Regions from separate parts of the Mus musculus genome. Here regions 1 and 2 are each linked to region 3. Evidence: chromatin contacts called from public Micro-C and promoter capture Hi-C data. All regions are on one chromosome and are shown on one strand. Each heading gives the region's core, a stretch centred on a gene start, on an enhancer-like site or on the middle of the called end of the contact. The rest is flanking DNA. Distances are from core to core; before and after follow the strand shown.

Region 1 (4,628 bases), core at 710-3,209, 2.9 Mb after region 3:
GGATGGTTGTGAGCCACCATGTGGTTGCTGGAAATTGAACTCAGGACCTCTGGAAGAGCAGTCAGTGCTCTTAACTCCTGAGCTATCTCTCCAGCCCCCTGAATTTTTATTTACTTATTTGCATGTGTATGGGTGTTCTGTGTCTATGTATATCTATATGCCACATGTGTGCCTGATTCCTGAAAACAGAAGAAGGCTTCTGATCCCTTGGGACTGGAGTTAAAGACAGCTAAGGGAACATGGATGCTACTTAATGTGGAACCTAGAAAGTGACTCTGGGACCTCTGGAAGAGCAGATGAGCCCTCTCTCCAGCCCTCAGGCATGTTTTTGTAGCATCACATATTGTCATTTGGAACCCATTGCTCCTTAAGTCAAGCAGTGAGTCCTTCCCTCTCACCTTGGTCTGACAGTATGGGAAACTGTCTCACCTGTAGCAAGCTTCCCCTATAGCTCTGAAGGTAAAACCTTATCTTTGCAATAAACACTGAAAGTTGTTTTCCTAGAAGAGAGACTTGCCAGATGCCCAAGTCAGAAGCGTGCGAATTGTTATCTCTAGGAGACATGGTCTATGAAAAACCAGCTAGTTTCTGGTTGGTTTCTCTCTCCAGTCACTTCACACTCATCTTCAGGACTGGTGCTGTGCTTGTGAGCTTAGAACAGAACAGTGCTTTCTGTGCACTTCCCGTTTGTCACAAGGAGGAGGAGGGAGGGAGGAGAGACAGAGAGACTGACATAGAGACAGAGGGAAAAACCCCGCATTTCAGAGTCAAAATTCAAAGGACTAGTTAGTTCATCAAGGGCATTCCTAAAGTACACGAGTTCTCCAAACTACTACTGTAGGTGGTGGAGAAAGCAGTGTCTGGCAACTTGTCTCACTTGCCACCACAGCCTTCATTCCTGCGAAGGCGTCAGTCGTTCTCCACCATCAGAGCTAAAGCCAGGGGAGTGAAAGACAAGCTTTGTCTTGTGTTCTTATGTAAGTAGTTCTGACCTCTGAGAGGGACTACCGGAATCTGGAAACTTGCGGTATTTAGAAACTGGGCAATCAGTTACATGAGCAATATAATGTGGTGAGTCCCGGGTCGAACCCGGAGCGCACCAAGAAAGTGTCCTTCCAGCAGCAGGCTGGTCCTCCGGGATGCCCCTGTTAAGTCTTCTCCCTGCCTTTCTGCCCATCGTTGTTTTCAGCCGCTTCCCAGGCAAAGCCTGGTGTCTTTCCTGTGTCTGAGTTGACGCAATTTTCGATTGTGCTTTCGAGCGTTTACGTTGGTTTGCATCATGGTTTTTGTTTGCGGGGGGTGGGGTGGGGTGGGGTGGAGGGGAAGCAATTCTTTTAATTTATTAGGGGACTTCCCTGAATGGCTGTCTTCTGTGTAATCGCATGTTGCCTCGAAGAGGGAAGTCGTATAAACACTTGTTTCTGGGCACTTTCAAAACTGAAAGCAAAGTTGAAGAAGGGTTGCTAGCCGATCCCTGATGTTTCCGATGGCAAGCCCCGCAGCAGCGGCCAGAAGCAGCGAAGGCAGTGATCCGATGCTCCCACTCCCAGCACATCCCCACGGCAGCAGGACCCTGAGGTCCCAGCCCGAGCGCGGGGATCTCTGTAGCGCGCGTTTGAACACAGCCGAATTGGGGGCAGCGGCGGCGGCGGAGGTGCGCGCTGCCCTTAAAAGGAGGCGGGCCGTACCACCGCGGCGCCTGCGGGGGGGTCCCGGCGAGCTCGGGCACCTCGAGGGGAGCCCAGCGCCGCGCACATCGCCCCCGAAGTGCGGGCGAACTGGGAGCCGGGACCCCGCAGCGGGCGGTGCGGACGCACCCCTTGGTCTCTGGTGACCCGACAGTGCCCCGGGGCGGCGGGCATCGCCGCTCCCTGGGCTCCAGGGAGGTGCGGCTCGCCCGGCTGCCCCCGGTGCCCGGATGTCCGTCAGGCTCGGCGCGAGCCGAGGCTCCGGGGGGCGGAGGCGGTGCTGAGGACACAGAGCTGAGGACGCGGCTGCCGAGAGCGCAGAGTCTGCGGGGCAGTATCGCCGACGGCTGCGGCCGACGCTGAGAGCGGCGCGGGCGAGAGAGCCTGCGGGGCGAGCGCGCAGATGGATTTGGGACGCCAGGCAGTGTGAGCCGAGCCATGGCAGCCCATTCCAGGTGAGGCTTGCGCAGGGGGCGTCTGGGACCCGGGAGTGGCCGCGGAGCCCGGGGCAAGGGCGGCGCGGGTGGGAGTGCCGGGGGGGGGGGGCGGGGACCGCAGGAAGCCAGCGGCTGGATCACTGCTATCTCATCCCTGAGTGTCGGGTAGAAAAGTGTGTGAACCGAGTGCAAAGGGACCGCCCGGAAAGTTAAGGTTAAAGATTCCGCTTCTGGCCCGAAGAACTGTTATTTTCGGAAAGTGAAGTTGGTTTCTCTCCTGCCGGAGCCTGGATTTTCACTGAGGTGCCTGTGCACAATCCTCCGGCTCTACTCGTTGCTGGTTTGGCGTCTTCCAAAGAAATTTGGAAGCGCACTTAATGGAAACGAGGATTCTCCCACGAGAGAGTGGTGGAGCCTGGTGAGTAATATAGTTTTTTTTTTTTTTTTTTTTTTTTTTTTTTTTTTTTCCTGCTAGAATGTACGATTCCACATAAAACGGCACAGTCAGAGTGAATCTGCTGAGTAGGCAAAGGCCGGAATGCGCTGGGTTGGTGAAGGGGAGCCTGGCTAATGACCCGCAGTTGCTGTCAGGGGAGTGCCCTGTACTGCAAGGACCGAGTCTTGCCTTCTCCCGGGTTTGAAGGTTTTGAAAGGAGCCTTAAAACTTGGCCGTACACCGGTGCCCAAGATTGAGGCTGTTGGGTGTCATCGCGCTTCGGTCTCTACAGCTGTTGGTTACGGAAAACAGGACCCGTCGAACCTTTTCAAAACTTATGCCAGAAGGCAGTGTGATTGCACAAGTTTACAATTATGGAAATGTTCTTTAGCCTTAATACTTGATTTAGGATAGTGATTTGGTAACATATCTGGACGCTGAGCTGAGGTAATTTTAGTAATTTTAGGTCTAAAGATCATGGAGAACAGTAGATTTGTAAACGTTAGAGACTGAGTAGATAGAACTTGAATTTTTCTAAGAGATAAAACTTCCTAGAAGGAACTTCTCTAAACAGAAAACCTTCTAAGTGTGTCTTACTTTAAAAACAAGTTTAATCCTCTCAACTTGGCTTAGTTGTGTCTTCATCTTATTGAGTGTTGGAAGGAAGGGGTTCCTAACGGGACAGAGGAGTAGGGGAACAGAAGTTGCACCTCAAACTTCTGCTAAATCTTAACTAAAAAGCAACCGTTAGCTTTTAGCACAAACAGAACCTGTAGATTTTCATATTACAGTGACTGCAGATGTCTTCAATCTCTAACGTTTCCCATTTGCTTGAAATTAAGGAACTGTTTGTCGTTCATGGCTAGTAATTAAAATATGTTATAGCTGGATATGGTTGCCCATGCCTTTAATCCCAGCACTTGCCTTTAATCCCAGCACTCAGAAGGCAGAGGCAGGAGGATCTCTGAGTTCTGGGGAAAGCCTTGCTCACCTTTTAATCCCAGCATTCAGAAGGCAGAGGCAGGGCGATCTCTGTGAGTTCTGGGGAAAGCCTGGTCTACAAGGAGAGTTCCAGGACAGCCAGAGCTGTTGTTTGTTACACAGAGAAACAGTCTCAACACCACCAAACCAAACTATTATGTCCTTACCTTGTCAATGGTGTATTTTAGTAGATACTCTTCTAGATCATTTGTTTCCTTTGTATTACATAATTTACTTGTGAAAGTATCCTTATGTATCACGCTGCCTCAGGATCCCTTGGCATACAGCCCGAGATTAAGGTACCTCTTATAAAATAGTTAAAGCTGCCAGAGCATGGGGATTTGAACCTTGGTTCTATTGTTCCAATTCCTTGACTCTTAAACTAACGTCGAACGTAAAATGAAATAAAAGATAAACTGGGTCCTGTGTATGCCAGACACAGCAGTAGGCTGCTGTAATTGGATTACCTCTTGGTCACCTAAGCAGACAAGCAAGTGCTTGATTATTTGCCCTTGGTAGTTAAGGAAACTGAGGCCTAGCCGGGTCACACAGGTTTCGTGCTCAAGGTCACACAGGTGCAACCTGCCTGACCCCAGATGGACCCCTGTAGTCTCTACAGTGTAGCACTTCCTGCTTCTTGTTGCCTCTGCTGTGCCAGCTGCAGAACTTCAGAGGAAGAGCCCGAAAGTGATTGCAGCTAAGTTTGCTCTGGTGCAGCATGTTTAATCTAAGTCATCAGCGTGGCTGCTCAGCTCAGCAGCAAAGACCCTGCTGTGCTTTCCTGGCTGGCTCACAAGCTCTGGCACTAGAAACAAAACCACACGGCCATCACGGTTGCCTTCCTGGTGTTTTCTTAGCCCTAGTGCTGAGTATCTACCCTGTTGCAATCATCCCTTCAATTTTGCCTTGAGTGTAGTCCAAGCACTCAGGAGAAACTGAAGCATTCTTTGTGATATAAAACTATTGGCACGTGTCTTATGGAGGACAGATTGGTTTGCTCTTGTGACAGTTCATTTGAATGGTCAGGCTCATTGGACTTAGAGATTCAGAGCTCACTGTTTTAACCATAGCGGTTAAGAGCACTTC
Region 2 (4,319 bases), core at 1,555-4,054, 2.7 Mb before region 3:
AAGCCGGCAAGTGCAAAGAAAATATGTCTGGTAGCGGAAACGCTCTGCCGAGGTTCGTAGCAGAAAAGGCAATAACAACTCTCTTCTCGTCCTGGGTATCTGTCTCCAGTGATGGAGGATTCAGGCATCCAGAGAGGCATCTGGGATGGAGATGCCAAGGCTGTCCAACAGTGTCTGACAGACATTTTTACCAGTGTATATACAACCTGCGACATCCCAGAGAACGCCATATTCGGTCCCTGTGTACTGAGCCATACTTCCCTGTATGACAGCATAGCCTTCGTAGCCCTCAAGTCCACGGACAAGAGAACAGTACCTTACATCTTCCGGGTGAGTCTCAGCAAGTGTGATGGAGGTGTCTGAGGGTAATTTCCTGTTGGGAGTGAGGAAGGAGACATCCTAAGGACAATGTAATCATCTGAGCAGTCAGAGCAGAGCGAACACAACAAAAATTAGAAAAGAAAAACTAGATTCAAATCATCAAGTGATTTTACTGAGAAAAAGAAAAAGACAATGCCAAGGTTGCCTGAATCGGTACTCTAGTTCTGGGTTCCCTAGATTAGGGCTTCCTAAATTGCTAAGGAGACCTTGTTAGTACTGGGGCTATTTACATATTAAGTAGTCCTTGAGAGAACTTTTACAAGTATTGAGTATATTTATTTTGTAACCTGGGAGGTCTCCCCATCGCCTGATTATTGCTTTCTTTAGTTAACATTAGCTAGTGTTCAGAGTTTGTATTTAAATTAAAACGTTAATTGTTTTGGCAGCAAAGCATCTATAATCCACGTTTGTGTTTGTAACAGGCCTCTTTCTTCCTAGTAGTTCTTTTTTTATTAATTATTTTATTTATTTACATGCTAAATGTTACTCCCAGTTTCCCCACCCCAGAGTTCCTAGTCTTTCATCATGAAGTAAAGCTGTTAGTCCTTCATGTCAGTTAGGAAGATGGGCGTGAGTGCCATAGAATAATTACTAAGACCCGAACTTGCCTTTTACTTCTGAAACACGGGAAATTTCCTCTCCTTTTGTCATGTGAGGTAACTGAAAGGGAGATTCTAAAGAGGCTACTCTGTAAGACTGACCCAATATTGCAAAGGATGGCCACTGTGCCCATTGACCACAAATGCAGGGATGCAGTTCGACTTTGGTCAACTTTTGCAAACTTGGTTTCAGATAATTGTTTGGAAAGAACAAAAGCCAGACAGATGAAATATCTCTGGTTTCTCTGGTTGCCGTCTTTCACGTGGATCCCTCTCTTCTTGTCTTTCTTAAATACTGTAGGTAGACACTTCGGCGGCAAATGGTTCCTCAGAAGGTCTCATGTGGCTGCGGCTGGTCCAATCAGCCCGAGATAAGGAAGAACAGAATCTCGAAGCTTATATAAAAAATGGACAGCTGTTCTACCGCTCTCTCCGCAGGATTGCCAAAGATGAAGAGTTACTAGTTTGGTACGGGAAAGAACTGACTGAATTGCTCTTGCTCTGCCCGTCTAGAGCTCACAAAATGAACGGTAGGTTGGCTCGGGTGCCTGGGCTCACCTTGCACATCATAGGGTGGACGAAGCTTCTGAGGTGTTGTCCCGAATGGAACTAGGACAGAAGGGGAAGGAAAAGTTGGGGAGCGTTTGACTTAGTAAATGCACAAATCAAGAAAGTAAGTTGCACCAAATAGGATAGTGTATTCATTTTTTTGGGCACTCAGCCCAGAAAGATAAAGTGGATTTGTTATGGGGAGGATGGCTAAGTGGCCTAGGGGCGATGCTAACTAACCATGTGGGGTGTGTGTGTGTGTGTGTGTGTGTGTGTGTGTGTGTGTGTGTGTGTGTGTGTTTGCTCACTAAGCAGGGTCGTCTCCTTACACATGCCTGGAATGCAGCCAACGTTTCCAGTTTGAGTTCCCCTATGTGGCACATCTGCGATTCCGCTGCCCCAAGAGACTTCACAGCACTGATGCGAATCCCCAAGACGAGCAAGGGGGCGGCTTGGGCACTAAGGACCACGGCGGCGGCGGCGGTGGTAAAGAGCAACAGCAGCAGCAACAGCAGCAGCAACAGGAGGCGCCGTTGATCCCGGGCCCCAAGTTCTGCAAAGCCGGCCCCATACACCACTACCCCGCGTCATCCCCGGAGGCGAGCAACCCGCCGGGCTCCGCGGGTGCCGGCAGCGCCAAGCCGTCCACGGACTTCCACAACTTGGCTCGGGAACTGGAAAACTCCCGGGGAAGCAGCAGTTGCGTAGCGGCCCCGGGCGTCGGCAGTGGCGGCAGCGGCCACCAGGAGGCGGAGCTGAGTCCCGACGGCGTCGCCACCGGCGGCTGCAAAGGCAAGAGGCGGTTCCCAGAGGAGGCGGCGGCGGAGGGCGGCGGCGCGGGGCTGGCGGGCGGCCGTGCGCGCTTCTCCGAGAGGCCGCTGGCGACCTCCAAGGAGGAGTTGGTGTGCACGCCGCAGCAGTACCGCGCCGCCGGCAGCTACTTCGGCCTGGAGGAGAACGGCCGGCTCTTCGCGCCGCCCAGCCCGGAGACTGGCGAGGCGAAGCGCAGCGCCTTCGTGGAGGTGAAGAAGGCGGGCCGCGCGGTGGGCTTGCAGGAGGAGGCGGCGGCGACAGACGGCGCAGGGGGCACGGCCGAGGACCCCGACGCGGGAGGCGGTGTCGCCGGCGGCGGCAGCAACGGCTCGTCCACCCCCGCGGCGGGGTCGCCTGGGGCCCCCGAGAAGTTGCTGGCTCCGCGTCCCGGAGGCTCTCTGCCCGGACGGCTGGAGGGCGGGAGCCCCGCGCGCGGCAGCGCCTTCACCTCGGTGTCGCAGCTGGGCGGCGGTGGCGGCGCGGGGACCGCGGGGACTGCGGGGGGCTCGGGGGGCGGCCAAACGGCCGCATCGGACGAGCGGAAGAGCGCCTTCTCGCAGCCCGCGCGCTCCTTCTCGCAGCTGTCCCCGTTGGTCCTCGGCCAGAAGCTGGGCGCTCTCGAGCCGTGTCACCCGGGAGACGGCGTGGGTCCCACCAGACTCTACCCGGCCGCCGCCGATCCGCTGGCTGTGAAGCTGCAGGGGGCAGCGGACCTGAACGGAGCCTGCGGGCCCCTGGCGAGCGGCGGTGGCGGTGGCTTGCCCAAGCAGAGCCCCTTCCTCTACGCCACCGCCTTCTGGCCCAAGAGCTCGGCTGCGGCGGCAGCGGCGGCGGCGGCCGCCGCCGGGCCCCTGCAGCTGCAACTGCCCTCCGCGCTCACCCTGCTGCCGCCCTCCTTCACTTCGCTGTGTCTGCCCGCGCAGAACTGGTGCGCCAAATGCAACGCCTCCTTCCGCATGACCTCCGACCTGGTGTACCATATGCGGTCTCACCACAAAAAGGAGTATGCCATGGAGCCCCTGGTGAAGCGGCGGCGGGAGGAGAAACTCAAGTGCCCCATTTGCAACGAGTCCTTCAGGGAGCGTCACCACCTGTCCCGGCACATGACCTCGCATAATTAATTGTTGCGTAAAAGACTCCGGCTTTCCACGCGTGTGCACGCACAGTCAAGCCACCTGCAGGAGCAGACACGCGAGGATGACATCCACCACTACCTTATGCCCCCAAACACTGCAACCAAACACGTGCACACACAGGTCCCTCCCCTCGCCAGGAGCCTCATCATCCAAATGTTTAATTTCACACACACACACACACACACACACACACACACACACACACACGCACGCACGAACGCACACACGGACGCACGCACACGATGCACAGGATGGTGGATTTTGGATTGGGTGGGTTGTTTGAGCGGGGTTTTCTTTTGAATGCACGAATTTTCACTTTCCCAAAAACAAAAGTACATTTTTAAAAAAATGTCATATATTGCAACATATTGATGCATTTGTCATACGTTTCTACTTAAATTATTAAGCACTTATGGTTTAGATGTAATAATTATATGTAAGGACAAAGTTTATTTTAGATATAAAGTAATGGAGGAAGAGGAGATGCGTTCTGCATTTCCTGATGACAGCTGTGTTCTTACAAAAATAAACAAAATGGATAAAAAGGGGGGCGCCATTCGGTTTAAGTTTCCAGGGGGAAGTGCATGTATCATGAAATGATTATGGACTTCAGTGAAGAATGTCATCAATGATGTAAATATGTATTCCCTTTTAATACAAAGTGTAATTTTGTGCCAGTGACATGGAGTCTGAATAGTTATGTGTTTCTTCTATCCCTAAGAGATTTATTAAACGGTATAGTTTATCCAGGTATGTTGGATGCTTTGACAATAAATAACTATTTTCCTCAAAGCAAATATTTGGAAAGTTTACAAAAAATATTTTTAGGTCAGTATAATAC
Region 3 (4,862 bases), core at 183-2,682:
AGGTTTTCCACATAATGCCTGGTAGATGCTTTTCAAAAAATAATTTTTGTTACGTTTTATTTATTTTGTGTGTGTGGGGAGGCATGCCACCGAGCACAGGTGGGCAGGAGATAAATTGGTTCTCCCCTTATACGGGGGGGGGGGGGGGGGGTAGTGGTGGTGTCCAAAGATTGACGGGTCATCCTAGCTGACTGGCATCAGGCAACTTTGTTGATGAGCCACCTCAATGACCCCAGAAGCTGTTTTGAGAGTAAGCTCCGTTTCCTTCATAACTTCATTGTCCTCCCCTTCCCCCTTCTTAGTGGGAAAAGTGTCTTACACCTACCTGGCAGGAGGCTCAGAGAACAAACTTGTACAGTCTTTAAGGCCGGCTTCCTTCTTCCTCCACCCCTTCTGGAGGTGAGGGCAGCTTTCTCTGCAATATTTGCTGTAAATACTTTCAGTTCATTTTGCTAGCTCTCTCACTTTTTCCAGCTCCCAAACTGACTCCCGACTGTCAACAGTAAGAGTTTGGTCCTTCTAAGAATTGAGGGCCGACTCGGTGATGGTTTGGATCCTAGTCAGTCGCTTTGCAAACTGCTGCTCTCAATATCTTTTCTCACGCTTATTGTTAAAACTGGTTGTCCTGCAGTGGAATACGCGTGCAGGATTTTCCCTTCTTCGTTCTAGTAAGGCCGTTCATCACAGCGGCGTGGGACGTGGACCCCTGAGAAACTCTTAGCCAGTTAGGTGAAGGTTAGTATTTGCGCAGCGTTTTCTGCAGTCGGTGTAGGCGGATGCTAGGGAAGCTTAGACTGGAATCTCCTCCAGGGAGGGGAGTGACAAACAGCCTCTAGGGTGTCCTGTCCTCCCCTCCCCCTCGCCCGCTCACCGGTCCGCCTGCCCTTTTAAAGCAAGGTCTATAAAGGATCTACCTATTTAGTCTTAAGCTGACTGTTGGAACTCAAAACAGCCCAGACCCATCTCCTCGGAATTCTCCAGTCGCAGATTCCCGAGCGTAAGTGCTGGAATTCCAGTCTTCTGCGACACAACCGCTTGGAATTTCTGGGTCTATTTTGTGGCTAGAGAGGTGGTGGCAGAGTGGCTAAGGCGACTTGTGGAGAGAGAGAAAGCGGGCGAGCTTTCTTTCCCTGACTGCAGCTAGGAAGGAGGTAAGAGAGAGCCACGAGCCACGGTGCGCGACTGCCTCACCCTTGTTCAGTAGTTTCCTCCTCCCGAAAGCCCTTCCCAGGAGGTCGTGTTGCAGGCTCACAAACAAGATCTTCCGCAGCGATCGGGGACGTCAGCGGTCCGTTCTGTGGGTGAAGATGGAAAGTCTGCTACCGAAAGAACCTTTGCTGGGAGTGCGGGGGGGCGGGGCGGAGGGCGGCGGCTCTCTAGGCAGCAGCGCCCGGGAGACGCGGTCATGCCCCGGAGCTCCCTGTTGGGTGGCGATGGGGGTGGGGCAAGGGTAGAGTGTAGAAAAAGGGAGCCCGGCGCCCGAAAGCCACTGGCTACCCGCATAGCCCGCAGCCCACGCCGAGGTGCAGGGAACCTGCGGGGATCCTCGCTGCCGGAGGGCCTCGGTGAGTCACCGCGGGGTTGTCGCAATCGTTACCCGGAGGAAATCAGGCCCGGGGTGGGGCGCGTTCCTGGCTGCCTCCATGCACTCTGACTGCACTAGGGTGTCCCGTAGGTCACCCAGCTGGGTCTTCTCGCCAGAGACACTCAGGTCTGAGCCGGCTGCCGTGGCTACAGCTTGGCCTGGGCCTCCAGTAGAGAGTGAGCTTGCGGGGCCAACCGGGACCCAAGGGGAGGAAGCAAGGAGATCGCAGTAGTTCTGAGAGTTCTCGCCTTCCCTTTCCTCTTCGCTCCGCAGAGCTGAAGGGAACGAGGCGGGCGGCAAAGACTCCTCAGAGCCCGGCTCCGGGCTGGACGCTGTGTTTTCCGAACTGCGGCTGGACTGCCTGGGACTCTGACACCTACCGCTCTCGGCTTTCCTGGGGACCTCTTCCTGAGGGCGTGCTGAGACATGGAGGGCGCAGACCTGGCGGTGAAGCTCCTGTCCACCTGGCTGACGCTGGTGGGCGGCCTCATCCTTTTACCCTCGGCCTTCGGATTATCCCTGGGTATCTCGGAGATCTACATGAAGATCCTGGTGAAAACCTTGGAGGTGAGTGCAGGAAAGGATGTGGAGCTCCCGCTGCTCTGAGGACTTCGGATCTTGGAGTGGCAGGGGTTGAGCTTTGAACTGTGAAAGCAATTTGGGCAAGGGGGTCAGTCAGTGGTGGGAGGTCGGGGTGGAGATGGAACGGGGACCCGAGAGAATATTTCAGTTTCTGGTCTGCTGTAGTGAGAAAGACAGCCTGATACCAGTCAAGAACAGTAGCCCACCTCACAAGAATCCCTCTATCTGTATTTCTTCTTCACTACTATTTTTTTTTTTTTTTTTTTTTTTTTCTTACTAGATTAACCCCAGGACAGCCGTTTGCTGTATCAGCAGGTTTATTACCCACTATGCCTCTCGGGCTGTCACTTCACTCTTGAGTTTTTACAGCCCCAGGTTTCAGAGGTCCTTTTGTGACTACAGAGGCATCCTGTTCCACTTGGTGCCCAATATAAGACACCAAATGGCTGGGTGGCAGAGAAGAATCTGATTTTTTTTTTTTTTTTTTTTTTTTTTTTTTTTTTTTTTGGTTTTTCTGGACAGGGTTTCTCTGTGTAGCCCTGGTTGTCCTGGAACTCACTCTGTAGACCAGGCTGGTCTCGAACTCAGAAATCTGCCTGCCTCTCTGCCTCCCGAGCCTCCCGAGTGCCCGGCTGAAGAATCAGATTTTATTTTAATGTAGTCACGGGGATTTTTATCTAATCAGGTGCACTGGAATACTATCCCAAAGGTTTCTGGTCCTGGGTTTGTTTGCAGATTTCAAGGACAAAGGTGTTAGATCCAACTGAGTGGAGGGACAGGAGGGACGACATCAGCATAAGCTTATACACTCTTTTTTAGTAAAATTTAGAAGGCCACTCCAGGCCGGGAGGCAAGTGATGTGAGAATCGGAGTTCAGACGTTTGCTTGAGTTAAGTGTGACAACAGTGAATGCAGAGGCTCTGTAGGCTGTACAGCTTTGCATTGGTTTGGTACCCAAATCTCATCCCTGTTTCTCTGTATCTGATCTAGCAAGGTCATCTGATCCCTGTACCTTATAGTATTCGCCCTCAAAAGAGGGGAAACAATGCCTATTTGCATATAGATTTTGTTTTGGTTTTGAGACAGGATCTCACTCTTGGTGCCCTGGCTGGCTTTGAAGTTCTTGACAATCCACCTTCTGTTTTCTGGTGTTACAGAGTGGGACCGTCAGACTTAGCTTTCCACGTAGTTTTTAGGAGTGCGAACACATCAGTGCATTGAGTCCGTAGGAGGGCACTCGTGCATGGTGGGTGCCTTGTGTCTTTATGATTAAATGACGGGGTACGATTGCTTAGATTCTGCTGCCTTCGGTTTCTCCTGATTCTTTATTACCATCTGTAGCTGTGCACTTTTTTGACCTGTACTTTCTGCCCTCCCGTAGGACTTGGCTCTGTCCCTTGCTTTTAGCACTGGAGTGGCTCCTAGATGCACATCTCTACCTCTGCTGCTTGCTAATGCTTTCCCTTAGGCCTTTGCTGGACTTTCTCTTTGCTGGCCACTTTGTGAGTCCTTAAAATGGTTAGATTCTTTTATCTGCCCCACTCTCTCTTCCAAAATGGCATCTCACTTCTTAGCTCACACTTGCTGGCCTTGAACTTGGCTCTTGCTGCTTCAGGTTCCCAAGCACTGAGTGATGTGTGCCACCTTGTTAGCTAGCCTTCAAGGTTTTAACTTTTTTTTTTTCTCTTCTCTCTTCTTATTGCCATTACACAGTGTTGTAGTCACACTATGCTGCGGATTTTAGTTTCCTCCCTACTGGCCGTTCTTCAGAATGCTAACTCCACATACAGCAGTGATCCTCTTCAGCACTGCCTCCTGAAATGACCTAGCTGGTTTCTTGGGCAGCAGTGTCCTTTGGAGAACCAGATAAGGGGAATCACAGGCACATGCTGGCTTCCAGGTGCTCATTACTGCCTCGCTTTAATCTCCAAGGAGGGCGTCACCACCCAGTTGTTCTCGGTCGTCAAATTACTGTATTTGATGAGATGATTGCCCATCCAGGTTCTGGCTTTTGAGTTTGTTTGTCCGGGCCCCAAGCGTTTTCCATCCAGAGCAGAAACCAACGTCAGAGAAGATCTCTATTTCTCTCCACATGTGCATTGACCTTAAACCCAAGAAATACACACACGGCACACTCATCCCACACCTTGCCACAACAGTCACACCACAGCCCCCGACCATAAGCCAATCACACACATACACTCTTCATTGTCTATTGTGTGTTTACTTTAAATTTTTAAAAAAGATTTATTTTTTATTATATGTAAGTACACTGTAGCTGTCTTCAGACACACCAGAAGAGGGCATCAGATCTCATTACAGATGTTTGTGAACTACCGTGTGGTTGCTGAGATTTGAACTTGGGACCATCAGAAGAGCAGTCAGTGCTCTTAACCGCTGAACCATCTCTCCAGCCCCAAATTTTTATTGTTAATAGGCGGCTTTTTAAATGACCATACTTAAAATTCTGGAGGTTGTTTTGGGTTTGGAAGCCCGTTGAATAGCTCACTGTGGTGTCAGGTGGCTCACTGAAACCACAAGTGTAATCCTAGCATAACAGGGAAGCTGAGACAGGAGGATTGCTTCGAGCTTGAGGATGGCCTAGGCTATAGAGTGAGACCTTGTCTTAAAAAAAAATATATATATATTGTGAGCCATCTCGATGACCCATAAAAATTGTTATTATTGGGACTGG

Evidence for each region. Promoter capture Hi-C pulls out the DNA fragments that hold promoters and counts their contacts. A called contact is a pair of places that touch in the nucleus more often than the background predicts.
Region 1: a promoter capture Hi-C map of pre-B cells shows a contact between it and region 3, with 7 times the contacts expected there. The contact joins the promoter of Aff1 here to the promoter of Gpat3 in region 3. A contact is called at or near these places in 1 of 39 promoter capture datasets (pre-B cells) and 1 of 115 datasets of contacts at active chromatin or transcription factors (large pre-B cells).
Region 2: a Micro-C map of embryonic stem cells shows a contact between it and region 3, with 10 times the contacts expected there. The contact joins the promoter of A730035I17Rik here to the promoter of Gpat3 in region 3. A contact is called at or near these places in 1 of 39 promoter capture datasets (embryonic stem cells), 1 of 484 Hi-C or Micro-C datasets (embryonic stem cells) and 1 of 115 datasets of contacts at active chromatin or transcription factors (embryonic stem cells).

Annotation. Positions count from the first base shown.
Region 1 is chr5:103,752,203-103,756,830 of GRCm38.p6, forward strand. Aff1 (AF4/FMR2 family, member 1) reads left to right here and starts at 1,960. Exons shown (of 20, transcript NM_133919.4): 1 at 1,960-2,143. The coding sequence starts at 2,127.
Region 2 is chr5:98,183,180-98,187,498 of GRCm38.p6, forward strand. It overlaps A730035I17Rik (RIKEN cDNA A730035I17 gene), which reads right to left and starts at 2,805. Exons shown (of 3, transcript NR_153823.1): 1 at 1,865-2,805; 2 at 1,539-1,589; 3 at 1-373. It overlaps Prdm8 (PR domain containing 8), which reads left to right. Exons shown (of 4, transcript NM_029947.2): 2 at 110-330; 3 at 1,282-1,510; 4 at 1,845-4,269. The coding sequence starts at 112. The coding sequence ends at 3,463.
Region 3 is chr5:100,844,797-100,849,658 of GRCm38.p6, forward strand. Gpat3 (glycerol-3-phosphate acyltransferase 3) reads left to right here and starts at 1,433. Exons shown (of 13, transcript NM_172715.3): 1 at 1,433-1,565; 2 at 1,859-2,152. The coding sequence starts at 2,012. Gm46917 (a long non-coding RNA gene) reads left to right here and starts at 2,763. Exons shown (of 2, transcript XR_001784903.1): 1 at 2,763-3,413; 2 at 3,881-4,168. It also overlaps a transcript of Abraxas1 not described here.